Regions from separate parts of the Mus musculus genome. Here region 1 is linked to region 2. The links are chromatin contacts, called in public promoter capture Hi-C maps. All regions are on one chromosome and are shown on one strand. The core of a region is the stretch at or near the end of the contact, and the rest is flanking DNA. Distances in the headings are between cores, read along the strand shown. Region 1 holds the start of B230307C23Rik (RIKEN cDNA B230307C23 gene). Region 2 holds the start of Bace2 (beta-site APP-cleaving enzyme 2).

Region 1 (5,144 bases), core at 306-2,805, 640 kb after region 2:
AGCTGGGGTGGGGAGGCCTTGCAGAAGCCTCTGTGTATGAATGTTTAGCTTCCCAGTGAGGAAGATGTGTTGGCTAACCATAGTGCTCCACTGGGTTTGTTATCTGGTTCCTGTTTGCCTTCCAGGGTTCACATACTTACCAGCTGAAAAGTAGCTGCAGTTTACCTAAGCCCAGCATGAAGGACTCAACCCAAGTGAAATTAGAGTATTTGGGGGTTTATTTGGGGGTAGCTCTCTAGTGGATTCAGTGATCCCAAGGAACCAGAGAGTTCACTAGTCCCAAGGAGGTCAGAGAAGTTATGGGATGGGAGTATAAGGAGCAGAGGTGGGGAGAAGGAGCTAGCAAGGCATGCAGGGGGGAGGGAGATGGAGAGGGAAGTGGAGGGAGGAGGGGGAAGGGCAGGAGAAGGAGGAAGGAGGAGGCAGAGAGAGAGAGAGAGAGAGAGAGAGAGAGAGAGAATGAAACAGAGAGACAAAGAGTACAAACTGTCAGGATTATATAGGAAGATCTTCTGGAGACAGGAAAGCTCAGGGTACAAGGTGGGGTCTGCCAACTTTGCTATGTAACAGGTGGAGACTGAGGAGAGCTGGGAGAACCTGGAGGTTCAGCTGTAACCTTCCCAGCCTTGAGCAGGCTAAGCAGACCTTGAACATTCATCTTGACAGGCCTTATCAAGCTGGATAGAGACATGTGTCTTGGCTGCAGTTGCAGGTTCCCATGGGAACTTAGCTGTTTTGGCTGCCTGTGCTGACCTTGTTCTACAACATATTCCAGCTAAAGAAGGGGATGGGTTTTGTGGTTTTTCCCTTTATAAACGTAAAGCCTATTATTAAACTTTGAGTCTTGATCAGAATCTTTGTCTTGACTTCATTCTTCTCTCGCGTACCCCCCACCCCCATCTTTTCATTTCCAGCACCCCTTTCAGGTAAACTCAGTTCTCCCGCGGCTGCTGGATGGCTCCACCCAGCCAGCTTTGGTGTGTTAAATATATGCAGATCAGAAGCTGGTCCCGGGTCTGAATCCCAACCGCAACAAAACTATTGTTTCCCCAAATCTCTTTTTAATCGTTAATATCCTGGGCACCCTTCCGCTTGTAGGACAGATTGATAACTCCACTGCAAGTTGAGCTATGCAAGCTAACTACCTTGATTCCAGGAGGAAGGCAAACAGTCTACTGAGTGAGGAAAGCTCAGGCTGAAAAGTCAAGGACTTGCTGAGCACGGGGTCAACTGTTCACATAGGGGAGGAGCAAGCGGCTGAGCAGTGATAGGTGCAGTGGTGGTTCCTCCCTGGGGCTGTGCGGGGAGACAGAAGGGTAGGCTATTGGAGGACCGGCACAAGTATTACAGAAATGAAAATCCCTGTAGATCTGGAAAAGGTCGTCCCTGGATTTGAAGCTTGGTCTGAGAACTTCTACACTGTGTGGCTTCAGCACACTCTAACTCTAAGGGAGGTGCTCGACTCACTCAAGACTTACTGGCCAATCAGAGCCTCCAGGCAGACCTGCGTGTCAGAAGAGAAGGCGGGTTTTCCGGGTGCGGTGGTGTCGGTTTCGCTTCCTGGTTGAGTGCTTGAATGGTTCTGTGTGCCGTGCTCCGTTTCCTGCGGTTGGATGCTGTGGATTGTGCACAGGCAAGCTCCGAAGTTGCGACATGGTAAGCACAGGGTCACTGCCAACAATGGGGAGAAGCAGGGGTCTCAGCAGCGCGAGCTGGTGTGGTGGGGCTTTCACAGGACTGAATGGGAATCGGCGGCCACGTGTGAGGTCCTAGCCACTTGGGGGACCCAGCTGTAGCCTCTGAATAACTTCACTGTGGGGGCTGCATCTGTGCAGAGCATTTGGCCTGTGTGTAGAAAGATCTTTGGCATGATCCCAAACTCAGAGAGTACTAGTTTCTGCAAGTTCTGTTCTTACCATTTGCCATTAAGGTGGACAATCCATTGGAGTTAATTTTGTGGAGGTTGTAAAAGACATCTCATGTGCTGGGTAGCAATCCAATATCAAGCTGTGATGTAAAAGTGCAGGATTAATGATCTAAAGGATTTACTAAAGCTTAGGAGATAGTAAGGCACTCCAAGTAGAATTTATCTGAGGGTGGACTGCATGTAAAACATCCCACAGATAGGTAATGTGCTAACTAGGGCTGTTAGAGATTAGGTTGCTAGGATACACAAGTTAATTCACCCGGATTGTCCAGAAATTGGGCACCAAACCATAACAAAGGAAACAAACTTGATTTACTACCATCCACTAGGTTCATCTTCATATCAAAGAGCAGGCCTCTAACAGGCTGGTCTATGGGGCCTTACAGGATCACAATCTACAGTAAGGCCTGGTGTGGCATAAAGGTTCAGTTTTCTTCTTGAGAAAAGCATAGTTCTGCCACATGGGTGAGATGATGCCTAGTGACAACCATGTGAGAAGGTAAAAAAGAAAACAAAACAAAACACTGTTGTATTGAGTGCTAAGTTACACTTTCCCTGAGGTTTCCATATATGGAGAATGACATAGCTCCTCATGAAACCCAGGAACATGCTTGGCAGAGCCAGTCACAGCTTGGGGCCTAGGCCTTGGGAGCTTTCCCTGAGGCTCTGGGTATAGAGATAAAACAGAGCTTCTTCTCTAAGACCTGGAATATGCTTGGGAGAGCTGGTAATAGTCTGGGGCCAGGGCCTTTGGGAGGGGTTGCTTCAGATTCTGAGAGCACAACTCTTCCCACCGTACGGGGTTGTGGTTATCAGTCCCAAGGCCATGAGAGACTTGGTCAGAAATTTTTTCAGATACACTGAGTTTCCCCTTGTGCAGCAACTATTTGATTAGACTTCTCCTGAGTGTGTCCCATTGTATGATGCTTCTGCTGACTTCATAGTTTCTTCATCTTTCTCCTGACTTCATAGATGTCTCCCATCTCCTTCCTTTCCCTCATGTCAATCGTGTACAAGATGGTATTCTTTAGAAGCTTACTTAGCATGAGCCATAGCTTGTGTAAGTCCTCCCCACCCCAGCTTTTTTACTTTCTACCTTTTCCTTTTCCAGTGTTTTTCATCATCTGGAGCCTTCCACTCAGGACACTCTCACTAACCTGCTGTGTTAGGGCACTGGTGTACTTAAGAAATGATCCCGGGGTTATATTTGCTGTGTAAATTTCCCATCTGTCTAAGTGGCTAGACTTGCAGTCTCCAGTCTATATTTAAATTGTTCAGAACTTAACCTGGAACCTGAATCTAAAAGAGACTTAAGGGTGGCAGCATATGTGGAATGCAAAATCCATCCTCGTCTGGCTCCTCTTTAGTATTAACCAGTGTAGCTGGTCTTTACTACTTTATGGTTTCTTCTTTTAACACACACTTAATCCCCTCCCCCCCCCCAACTCCAACCCCCTCCTCTTTCACCCCCTAACACCAGATAGGACAGAAACAAGGATGGAGGAGAAAGAGATCCTTGAATCTAGTTTCTTTTTTTGTACTGGCCCCTCACCTCCCCACCCCCAGCATGAGTCAGTCTCTGATGCAGGGAGCAAGGATTAAAGATAGGAAAGGCAGAAAGAAGATGCAAAGCCAATAGTTAGATTTGGGAGGACTGCTGGTTAATACTGCAGCAGCAGCAGCGAGAGCCTTGAGTTTATTTTTCATAGTCTTTTTATACCCACACAGTACTGTAGAATGCAAAGCTACAAGCTAACAGAAACAATTTCCTGAAATATACACAGAATATCTGTTCTTATCCAAAGGTACCTCCCTTGAACCTCAGGAGTACCTCCTCTTATAGTTCCATGTCTCATTAGGCTGGGAAATCTGCCAACAGACCCTGACCCGCCTTGACTGCCTGGGCACATAGAAGAATAGCGTCAGTTTTAAAGCATAAATATCGTCATCCAGGAAGAAAAAAGGTGTAAAGGAAGTTCCCTTGCTCACTGTATTCAGGGTCTTATCAAGATGATCAACTTATGACAAGATGTAGGAACACATTGCTCAGCTGTATTATTATTATTATTAAACTTACTTCCTTGTCCTAGCCCAGTGTCAAATGTTTGCCTTATTCCTAGAAGCAGTACCAAGGGTTATCCACATCTGGGAGAGTAGAAGATTCCAATAAAATTCAAATTTACCATACTAGGGCTCTGTCTGCTCATAGGGTGGATGGAAGGGCAGAGCTGGGAAGACCTGTGCTGTCTGAGTGATTTAATCTCTAATCCTCCAGTAGGAGAGCCTCTTCTGTTCTCTGGGCAGCCTAGCAATCAGGAGGAGCAGCAGTGGGAGGTAGCTTACAGGTTCGTTCCGTTCCATGTTCTCCTCAGATGCAGTTCATCAGAGAGCTGTGAGGGAGACCCCAAGCCATGCCATTGTGATTGTGGCAGCCACCAGGGTAAAGGGGTTGGCCAAGCAATCCCAGTCCAGTCTGATTGGCCTGTGATGGACTGTGAACCAGACTGTCTTTCTTTTGGTACTTGTGGTGACCCGGGCCAAGTGCCTTGTCCTCTGAACCTGCCTGAATGTGAATTCCCTGGGGGTGGGGGTGGGGGTGGGGGTGGGGGTGGGGAGGCTCTGCAGCTCTGGCCATAGGAAGCTGTGTTAATTATAATATCACTGCTTGGTGTGCACATACAAGTATTGCTTTTGATGTGCAGAAGACAGATTTCAACACTGAAAATCTGGTTTCTAGAAGTTCTGAACATTGCATTGCAAATTCAGTTTTGTGTGATTTTATAAATAGTTTAGAAACTGGTAGAGATGCGGTTATGGGGATCATCCTTCAGCAAGATCTGATTAAAATCCTTTTACCTTTCTACTATCACCAGTCACAATGCATGAAGTGATTCAGGGAAACTCAGTTCCATGGTCCAAAAGGAGTTTTTGAGATGCAAAGGTTTCTCAAGTGTGCATGGTGGTGTGCATGTGGGTAGGGCAGATTCTACATCATGTGCTATAATCCAGGTGGTGGCAGGAAGCAGACCTTAAAATTATTCTTCAACCTTGGTTTGTGTGTGGGTTCAGTGGGGCTGGATTTGTGTGAGATCACAGAGGGTGTTAGGTGCTACAGAGCCATAGCCCAGCTTTCTGATCATCTCCATACAGAGAGAGCTCTAGAACATGAGGCCTCTGGAAGTGAGGTCAGTAGTGGCTGGAGGGGTCAGAAATGTAA
Region 2 (4,869 bases), core at 685-3,184:
GTGAGAAGAGCTCCAGTGAGCAGAGCCAGCTATCTCCAGGGGGTGCCACTGAGGCACCCCATGTCAGGAAGTGTTGTGAATGCAATGAGGCAGGAGAATGCTAAGGCCACACAGAGTGAAGACAAGGAATCTGGTGCTACCACTTCAGGGCCCGACCAGTACTTTATTGACAAGATGGCCCTACCACTCATTAAAACGGCATGTGCTCTTGATCCTGTCTCTATGCAGTTGTTTATACACCTCCCTTTTGCCAGGGAAAGCTTGGAATAGCCATGCTACATGAAATAGAGATTTTCAAATAAAAACACTAACTAGATCCGAGTTTTACAGATTTCCCCTGTGTTTATTTTTTAACCTTAGAGAGCACAAATGTCTTTAATATTGACCTTATACCTTATACATCCTGTAGCACCTGAGTTGATGTCCTCGATAAATTCCATGTGCTTCCAAAAGGATGCTGTCATTCTGAGAGCTGTCTGGGTGGTCCCCAACCCCTCAAGACTGAACACCAGGGTTTGTAAATAACTACCTCTTTTTAAATTGTCCTTTCCTTACAATCTTGAATTTAAATGTGAATATATGAATGTAAGAGCTCGCGATAACTATGCAGATTTATGGGCAATAACAATTTAGGTTCTATCCTGGAATTCAATCAGGCCTGCCTTCGTGTGACTGGGGATTCCTTGAAGCTTGGATAGAGTTAAGAGGGGGGAAAAGTGCAACCTGTAACCAAAACCATTTAGAAAGTAGAACAGCTGAAGATCTGGGACAGAAAGGTCCCTGGTAGAGCAAGAAAGGATTCTGACATTGGAAAGGAGGGAACAAGCATGGACACTTGTATCTGGAAGTTCCGGTTAAGGATTAGGGACGCTTGATTTCTACTTTCCATTGTTTGAAGATGGTCTTGTTTGTTTTTTTTAAAAAAAAAAAAAGCCAACATAATTCAGCTGGAGGAGACACAAAGATTTCTCCTATTCCTTGATTCAGCAAAAAATCGATGAGTTTAGCTGCTGTAATTGTCCCCCCTGCGTTCAGTACCTGAAATAAAATAGCCCTCTGAATGCATTTCTGCGGCTTCGGTGTCTGGCTAAACAAGTATTAATTAGATAATCTGCGGAGAGCTGGTGGGAGGATGAAAGAGGGGGAAGGCTGGATGGCAGCCTCATTTGGGACCCTGATAGTAATTCACTATCTTGGTGGACTGACTGAATCCCTGGGAGATTGAGCTCAGCTCCTAGCGGAATTGGATCTGCATTAAGGACAAGAGGAAAGCCAGGAAGACCAGGCCCAAATCTACCTCCTCAAGCTGTGGTTTTGGGTTCAGGGGAGGGTAAGCAGGAAGGAGCAATAACCCAGATCCCTTCTCAGAAATTCAAAATCTGCTCACCTGCTTCCCCTATCCCTGGGGCTCTCAGCGCCCCCAGCCTCCATTCATACTTCAAATCCTTTCTCAGAGAACCAGCTAACTCCTAAGGAGCTGGAAGGGGAGAACCACGCGTGGGAGAAGCTCCGAGAGGCAGCCAGACCCTGTTGGAGTGCGCTTGGCAAGCGGAGAGGTGCACTCTTTCACAGTTGCCTGCCCCGCGCTCTGAGCCTTAAGTCCTAAGGGCACTTCTGCCTCTGCAGGGACAGTGGACCCCCGGGGGTTCCTTGAGCGCAGGACCAGAAAGCCAGTTTGCGCTTTAGCTGCCCCTTTAAGGGTTCCCGAAACTTTCCAGCAGCTCTAAGCTGAGCCTCGTCATATCCGTTAGCCGTGGCCTCCCGGGCACGTTCCGGGGAAATTTTGCACTCCAGTTTCCCGGGGAAGAGGCGCGACCCGCGCCCATCCTTGACCTTGGCCACGGAGGAGGGGCAGGGCCTGCGGGGAGGCGGCCGCCAGAGGGGGCAGCGACTGAGAACTTGTTCAACTCTGCACCGCCTTCTCCAGCCTCCTCCCTGTCCGCCCCGCCCCGGCCGGCTAAGGACCGCAGAACCGCGCTCGCAGACTCGCCGAGCCCCCGCTGCGGGGATGGGCGCGCTGCTTCGAGCACTCTTGCTCCCGGTGCTGGCGCAGTGGCTCTTGAGTGCGGTCCCCGCGCTGGCCCCCGCGCCCTTCACGCTGCCCCTCCAAGTGGCCCGGGCCACGAACCACAGAGCCTCGGCTGTTCCCGGACTCGGGACCCCCGAGTTGCCCCGGGCCGATGGTCTGGCCCTCGCACTGGAGCCTGTCAGGGCTACTGCCAACTTCTTGGCTATGGTGGACAACCTTCAGGGGGACTCTGGCCGCGGCTACTACCTAGAGATGCTGATCGGGACCCCTCCGCAGAAGGTAGGGTTGGGGGCGGTAGTTTCTGTGAATTGACTCCACGCGATTTAATGCCGTCCCTAAGGCAGTAGCTTTCACTGGGAAGAAGGGTCAGGGAGATGCATGGGTTGGGTGAGGAGTGGAGGCGCGCGCTAGGGACGCACCAGGGAGCGCAGCCTCTGCCGGAGCACAGCTCAGGGGGTGTGAGCAAATGTTTCAGAACTTGGTGGCCCTCCCCCACCCCGTGGAGCTTGACAGCTGAAGGAACCTGTAACATGCTTCGGGCCCAGGAGCGACGCCTCCTTCCAGCAAGAGCGGTACCTACTGAGTGGGTGGTGGGTGGGGTCTTGGAAAAAGGTGCTGTTAGGTGCAGGGAAATCACTGGAGTTGATACCATCTCTATGCTGTCTCATTGCTAAAAAGACTCTTGGACAGCATCCAAGGCGCAGTACCCTTTAAAAGAGATTTCTCCATGAGCTCAGCTAAAAGACACCCGGTTCCAAAGTGTCTCTTTGCAGGGCAGAGCCAGCCGTCTTCCTTCCTCGGAGTTTGTTTGCTGGCTTCCTCATAGCTGTCCGGCTGCCCAGCCTCTGGGAGCCGTGCACCCGCCAAGGCATGCATCCTGCGGGGGTTGGAGAATGTGAATGCCATTAGCTGCTGGGGAACACCAAGCGCGTAGCGAGTCAAAGATAAAACAAACGCAGTCCAAACAGCTTTCTTCCCCGCCTTGTGCCGATGTTCATTTAACACTTCGAGTGACAGGGAACACCGGCTCCCAAGCACGGAATCTGGCAAGGGAAACAAAAGCCTCACAGAAGTGATCCGACCCTCTCCAATTCGAATTCAAGTTGTCTCATAAGTTGAACGCACCGTATGAAGACACTTTATTTTTAACATCGTCGTTGGGGGTTGTCATGCTGATGTGATTACCCATAAATAGAACATGCTCATGACTTTTGTATAATTCTAATTAAATTATTCAAGACTTTAAGAGGATGAGCCATGCTAATTTTTAAAAAGAGAAACTGCAGAGTAACTTCTGTGGTTGTTTAGACCTTCAAGAGTGTTTTACTCAAAACGTTAGTTGTGGTTGCTGTACAGGGTCCTTGTGTGCGCAGTCCAGAAGTGGCTGCAGGGCAGACTGAAGGGGGGTGGGGTGGGTGGCAGTGTCAGCTGAGGAGGCTTAGGGTCCCCTGAGCAGTCTGACCACCATGTGAGCATGATCTCAGGGCAGAGGGAATCCTGTGAACTGCCGTTGGCAGGACTGCATAGAACAGGAGGGACCTGCCTCTTTCTTTTATACACAGGCCTCAACTGAGTCCTCATGTGTTAAGGAAAAGGAAACCAGGAAGAAAAAAAAAAACTTTAAAGAGGAGGAGAAGACTTCTCTTACAAAGCTCTCCCTTGCTTTGCCTTTGTTGATAATTCAATGACCTTTACTTTAAACTCAGTGATGAAATTTAATTAATTTAATTACCCAGGATGTAACGAGCACCCAGGTTTGTATCCTTAGCACAGCCAAGGAAGTACTTCCTCTGAGGTTATTTCTCAGCTAGACTATAGCATGCTTCTAAGCAAGGCTGGTTTGTGACAGACAAGTACCATTTCTGCATATCATTCCACAGGAGTGAACCATTCTGTATTGTTGCCCTGGTATGATGAAGGGACAAATTGCTTCACAGCAAAATCTGTGCATCAGGTGCTTCCATTGTAAAAGCTGGGTGTTGGCAACCTGGTTTGGCTCTGTAGTGTCTCTGATGCCAGCAGGGGTTTGCAGATGCCTAGAGAGAGCAGTAGGGAGGTGACCTCTGAACCCCAAAGACAGTTCCTGCTATAGTAGTGGGCACAGGGTCATTCATGGAATTGAATTTTTGCTCTCTGGAACCCCAGGTAAAATTGCTTACAGAAAGGGAGGGAAGCAATAAATTAACAAGACTTTTTCAGATGTTAATAACCATAATGTCTTCAGCCTCCATTTGTGATGAACACCTTGACAGTTCTGGTCTCTCTTACAACCACCCTCTCATATCTTAACCAATGTGTGTGTGTGTGTGTGTGTGTGTGTGTGTGTGTGTGTGTGTGTGTTTCTGTAGAGGTATGTATGCACGTTTGTGTATGTACAGGTATGGGCATATGTGTGTGCCTGCCTGTGGAAGTCACAAGCTTGGGTATTATTCCTCAGGAGGCTATTCACCTTGATTTTTAGATGGGCTCTTGGTGGGACCGTCCTCTTTCTGACTGGTGTTTGGTGCAAATATTCACCACAAGCCCAGCTTTTGTGCTAGTATTGCTATGTGACTTGAGGGTGTCAGGGGTGAAGTTTGGAAACATTGAGTGACTTGCTAGTGCAATGGGGTAATAAAGAGGGAGGGTAGGAAATGGAGCCCAGGTCAATAGGCTGAAGAAGCTAGGCTTTGAACCACAGGCAGATGATGCTCATTCCTGCATGTTTCTGGTCTGCTTTTCCTTGGTTTGTGCTACACTGTATCCTTACTAGGCAGTGGCTCCTGACCAGTGCTGGGATGTTAGGGACTGCATGTCTGACAGTACCAAAAGTCTCTCCCATACCCCATCACCCTTTCTCC

Evidence for each region. Promoter capture Hi-C pulls out the DNA fragments that hold promoters and counts their contacts.
Region 1: a promoter capture Hi-C map of stem cell-derived epiblast-like cells shows a contact between it and region 2, with 2.4 times the contacts expected there. The contact joins the promoter of B230307C23Rik here to the promoter of Bace2 in region 2. A contact is called at or near these places in 2 of 39 promoter capture datasets (liver and stem cell-derived epiblast-like cells).

Annotation. Positions count from the first base shown.
Region 1 is chr16:97,995,781-98,000,924 of GRCm38.p6, forward strand. It overlaps B230307C23Rik (RIKEN cDNA B230307C23 gene), which reads left to right and starts at 1,556. Exons shown (of 4, transcript NM_001362093.2): 1 at 1,556-1,656. The coding sequence starts at 1,654. It overlaps C030010L15Rik (a long non-coding RNA gene), which reads right to left. Exons shown (of 5, transcript XR_001781957.2): 3 at 1,917-2,007; 4 at 1,146-1,671.
Region 2 is chr16:97,354,794-97,359,662 of GRCm38.p6, forward strand. Bace2 (beta-site APP-cleaving enzyme 2) reads left to right here and starts at 1,935. Exons shown (of 9, transcript NM_019517.5): 1 at 1,935-2,308. The coding sequence starts at 2,009.